2 separate regions of the Triticum aestivum genome follow, and region 1 is linked to region 2. A link is a contact called in public Hi-C data. All regions are on one chromosome and are shown on one strand. Each heading gives the region's core, a stretch centred on a gene start, on an enhancer-like site or on the middle of the called end of the contact. The rest is flanking DNA. Distances are from core to core; before and after follow the strand shown.

Evidence for each region. A called contact is a pair of places that touch in the nucleus more often than the background predicts.
Region 1: a Hi-C map of leaf shows a contact between it and region 2, with 6 times the contacts expected there. The contact joins the promoter of LOC123068484 here to the promoter of LOC123068481 in region 2. A contact is called at or near these places in 1 of 5 Hi-C or Micro-C datasets (leaf) and 1 of 1 datasets of contacts at active chromatin or transcription factors (leaf).

What each region holds. Positions count from the first base shown.
Region 1 is chr3B:46,725,002-46,727,706 of IWGSC CS RefSeq v2.1, forward strand. It overlaps LOC123068484 (receptor-like protein 4), which reads left to right and starts at 1,394. Exons shown (of 9, transcript XM_044491068.1): 1 at 1,394-1,742; 2 at 1,829-2,705. The coding sequence starts at 1,655.
Region 2 is chr3B:45,949,335-45,952,043 of IWGSC CS RefSeq v2.1, forward strand. It overlaps LOC123068481 (repressor of RNA polymerase III transcription MAF1 homolog), which reads right to left and starts at 1,309. Exons shown (of 11, transcript XM_044491064.1): 1 at 1,039-1,309.

The DNA of each region.
Region 1 (2,705 bases), core at 144-2,643, 780 kb after region 2:
TTTTGTGTATTTTACGATTCTAGACATCAAACTGACTGCACAAGACAAGTTAAGACACCACTAATGTATTTAACTCTATAAATAAATACAATCAGTCATCAGTTATGGCTGGTCCTATTGCTGTCCTGTTGGAAAAAAGAGCGTTGTTTCCGATGACAGTACTGCTACTCGTGGCCAAATTCACTGTTTTGACCCTTTTTCGTTAGTTTAGCAAGATCTGACCCTATCTGCAAAAGTTTTTTGGATCTAACCCTTTTCCTACCGCCATTGTCTATGGCGGTAGGGTAACACACCCTACCGCCAAGGCCTTTGGCGGTAGGACTTACCTGCACCGTCGCTTTCATTTTTTGCAGAAAGGACCCTACCGCCGCAGTCGATGGCGGTAGGACGTGTAACCCTACCGCCATAGCCTATGGCGGTGGGGACCTTTTTGTAAAAAATGAATCTTTTATTGCATGCGTGCCCTTATTATAATTACATGCATGTCCCTACCGTCAAGGACCATGGCGGTAGGGTCCTTTTCACATCGAACGGGCGTGACGGTGTAAGTAAGTCCTACCGCCAAAGGCCTTGGCGGTAGGGTGTGTTACCCTACCGCCATAGACAATGGCGGTAGGAAAAGGATCAGATCCGATTTTTTTTTGCACATAGGGTCAAATCGTGCTTAAGTTAAGGAAAAGGGTCAAAACAGTGAATTTGGCCGCTACTCGTATGGCTGTGACTCTCAGCAACCTTGGAGAGAAGGGAAATACGGAGGAAATGAAAAGGTCCTGATTCCTGAACCTGCATATATTACGAGCGCGTACGTGCGGTGGCCAGCAGCACCCCACGGCAAGACGCGCCGCGCATTTTAGTACTGCGCACGTCGCGGCACGAACGAACCCATGGAGAAGGAGTCCGTCCGCCCGGGCCCCGCGGCGACGGGGTCGGGTCGGCCAAGGGACGGAAATGCACCACCTACACGCTTAATTACCTGATTTGGTGGTCGTTGCCGCGGCGCTCAGCTGGCCTAGCCGACCCCGTGACCACCCACACCCACACGCACTGCTTGTCCGCAATGATTTTTGTCTACATGCATGCAGGTGGCAATACGAGCAGCCGAGTCGAACAGTGCCTCCGTGACTCGCCGAGTAGATCCATAGATAGATCCCGTGCCGTACAAGCGGGTGAATGCGGCCCGCCGGATCACCTCCATCCATTGCCAGTTCCGTTATTTATTTACTTCCAGCGCCTTGTCACGTGAGCGAACAGCGGGAGCCTTTTTCTTTCGGAGCAAAAAACAGCTCGAGGCTTTTTTTGAGAGAGGAAAAGAGACGTGATAAAATGTGAAAAAGCAAAAGGGTCAAAGAGCTTCGCATCGCACTGTTGCTCTCCCCCGCTCTTTATTACCGCCGGGGTCCGCTGCTTGCCGTTGATCGGACGGCCGTCGCGGCCGCGGCGGACGGTTTCGGGCCGTCCGATCCTCCAGCGCGGCCAGATCCGGCGTTTCCAGCCTCGTCTCCCTCCTCCTTCCGCGGTTCAACTGTACCACCACGTCTCCTCCACTCCGCTGCAGCTCCGTTCACACCCGCTCCGCTCCTGAACTCCCCGCCAGATTCTCCGGCCAGGGGACGCCCGCCGCTCCTCCGGCCACGGCCAGTCGCGAGGAACAGCAATGCGGCTCCTCCTCCTCCTGCTCCCGCTCCTCGCCGCCGCGGCTGCCGGCGCCGCCCGCGACTCCGACGACCCCTTTCTCTCCGGCGGTAAGCACTTTCAATTAAGCTCGAATCGAGCTCCTATACAACACCCGCGTGCACCGCACTGAAGCGCTCTCTCTCTGTCCGTGCAGCGCAGGCGAACCACAGCTACAACATCGACTGCGGCGGCGCGGCGGACTTCACCTCCGCCTTCGGCCGCCGCTGGCTGGCGGACCGCTTCTTCTCGGCGGGGGGCAACGCGGGGATGGTCGCCGAGCCGCACCGCTTCCCGCAGCCGCAGGAGCGCACGCTGCGCTTCTTCCCGCCCTCCTCCGCCGGCAAGTCCTCCTGCTACTCCCTCCCGCTCGCCCCCGGCCGCTACTACCTCCGCGTCTTCTCCGTCTACGACAACTACAACTCCAAGCTCCGCTCCCCGTCCTTCGACGTCTCCGCCGCCGCCACGCTCGTGCTCTCCTTCCGCTCCCCGTGGCCCGAGACCGCCGCGCGCTACGGGGCCTACTCCGACCTCATCTTCCCCTCCGACTCCTCCTCCGACTCCGACGCCACCGACGTCTGCTTCTACTCGCTCTCCACCGACGCCCCCGTCGTCGCCTCCATCGAGGTCGCCCCCGTCCACCCGCTCGCCTACGACGGCGCCACCACCGGCGCCGACGTCGTCCTCGTCAACTACGGCCGCCTCACCTGCGGGAACGGCCTCTTCGGCCCGGGCTTCACCAACGACTCCGACGCCTTCTCCAGGGTCTGGCAGGCCGGCACAGATTTCCGGAACAACGACCTCACCTACGACGCCATCACTGCCGGAGGGAGGAAGATTTTCGGCAGCAACCAGCCGCCCAATTACTTCCCCACCAAGATGTACAGGTCGGCGGTGACCACGGGCGGGGACGCCTCCAACGAGATCGAGTACCTGATGCCGGTGGACACGAGGATGTCCTACATGGTCTGGCTGCATTTCGCCGAGATCGACGCCGGGGTCAGGGCCCCTGGCCAGAGGGTGTTCGACGTAAT
Region 2 (2,709 bases), core at 59-2,558:
GGTAACATAATTACTACAGCAACCACACATCTCCCATTTGGTGCAGGCATCAATATCCAACTTGGTAAATGAGTAGCCACTTCTTCAATGTGGAGATCAGTTTTGTACTAGCAACAAACAGCCAAGCAGGCGACAAAACACCTACCAAAATCCAGTCATCTCTACATATATACAGGCATACAGCAGCCAGACAGAATGGACTCCCCAGTGACTCAAAATTCCTCTCCCCTCTTCTTGCATCACTGTCGACGGTGCACACTGGGCTGAAATGGAACGCTAGTAGCAAAAAAATCCACACAACATCCAACAGACAAAACTTGCTAGCATGCCTTGGCTAGTGACGAGAATGCCAGGGCAAAGCAGCCTGATCTCCTACCCATGCATCCCGCGGAGCATCTTTTGGTGGACAGCGCAATGAAAATGTTGGATGCGGCCCACCCATCTATAGGCACTATTTTAAGTTTCTTCTGGGGTAGTGTGCCAGATCTCAAAAGTTTAGATGATAGAATTATGGATAACATTGATCCTTTATTAGACTAGCCAGTAGGATACATATGTAGTACTACGAAATAGAATGAACAGAATTACTCCTTCACAAACAAACAAACAAAAGCATGGGATGAAGCAAAGCGAGACAACTGGCGCAGCGCTGCTACCCACCGCTACCCTCGTCGCCGGACAAGGGCGAACACTGAGCATGCCCGCGGGCGAACCGAGCCGCGCGCGAACGCCGTACTACGGCCGTTCCCCTCTGCCCGTCCAGTCCTCCTCCTCCTCCTTAAATTCGACGCGGCGGGCTCGCATGGGCCCACCGCTCCCCTCCCTCCCCCCATGCCCCGAAGCACCGCCGCTACTACTACTACCACCTCTGCAGCGCTGAATCGAACAGCGAGCGCGGCAGCGGAACCAATCCATCCAAGCGCGGGCGAGCAGCGCGCGGATCTCGCGCAAGGAGAGCCCGCCCACACGACGCGCGCACGATTGGGAGGAAGCAGAAGCCGAAGCAGGGGGAAGTGGGAGAGGTCGACGGATCCGTACCTGGCGAGATCTCGAAAAGGGGACGAGACGAGACGAGACGAAAAGCTGCCGGGATCTGCCTGCCACCCACCACCACCACCACCGCTCCCTCTCGCCACTAGTTTATCCTCTTCCTCCTCCCCCTCGGCGGAATTATTCTCTTTATTTTATTCTCTCTTCCTCCCTCGCGGATGAGAACCAGAGGTAGGACCCGTCGGAAGGCGGCGACGTGGCGCGTCCCCGTGAACTCTTCAAGGCCCGCGCCGCGCGGTGTGCTGTGGCCTGTGGTTTCGCTCGCTGACGGTCACGGTGAGGCGGGGGGGAATCAACCGACGGGAGGGGAGTAGAGTCGGGAGCGTTATCCGTTCCGCGTGTCGCGTGCCGGTGGGCCCGGGGGAAACAACGGCCGTTTCGCGCTCGGCAGGAATAACCGTCGGCGGAAGCGGAACGGACCGAATCCCCGCCCCCGGGATGCGCATCTCTTTTTCTTCTTCTCGAGAGTCCGAGAGAGTGAAATGCGGTGCGCGTCTGTGGAGTGAAAAACCAGCGGTACGGACCAGCCCACCGTGTACGCCCATTCGTCCATGTCCGACGCCCCACGGGCGGCTTGCCCGCTAAGGGCTCCTTTGATTCAAAAGAATTCTATAGGATTTCTGGAGGATTGAAATCCTTAAGAATTTTTCCTATGTTGGTTCTTTGATTCATAGGATTGGATCCCATAGGAATTTTTCCTATGGAATCTTTTGTACTACATTTCATAGAAAATCTAACATCCACTCCAACCTCTTACAATTCCTTTGCTTTTTCTGTGTCATCAAACACTCCATGCTAATCCTGTAGGATTCATGTGTGCATGCCACTCCAACCCTATACTTTTCCTATTCCTACGATTTGAAAATCCTGCGAATCAAAGAGGGCCTAAAACTGTGAACCCTCGTGCCAATTTTTCATGGACGTGGCTAGCTGGCGCACGGGCACCCGATCGCAGCACTGAACGCTCTTCCAGAAAAGAAAGGAGCGGCCCACACGCGAGACCAGACAGCCGAAAAAGGAAAGAAGCCTCCCGTGCGCGAAATCGACGTATCCAAGCCCGTGCGAATCATGGGTGGATCGCGCGTGCACCCCGATCACACCTGGTCCCCGCTTCGTCGCACCTGTCGTCGCCCAAGCTTCGGTCCCCCACCCCCGCCCATGCTCCCTTGCGGACACCTCACGCAACCCCCTCCTCCCTTTTCCTTGAAGGACAAGCCCACGCAAGGGTCCCTTCTTCCTCCTTGCTTCTCCTTTCTTCATGTAAACAAGATCTGCCCCATCAATGACGTCTTGAAGAACAAAGTCAACGCAGGAACACCTCCTTCCTCCTCCTAACTCCAAAAATCAGATATGGAGAGAAAAAACGAGACCTACCTCCCCCCCCCCCCAAAAAAGGTAAGCACCACCTCCACCCGACTCCTCTCTCTCCCCTACTCAACCACCCCAGCCCTTTCCTGCTTGAACATCAACTAGTCCAGTTTTTAGTTTGTTCTTTTGATCTAGTGAAAAAGCAACTTGTAGACCGCTTTGAGCCAACACTATGTATGGCATGCATCTTGAGCAACTGTTACGATACAAAAAAGCTACACCAGTACAAAAATGAGAGAATTCCTTATTTGGCCCTTTCTTAAAATTTGGTTCCCTATTTGGTCCAAATAA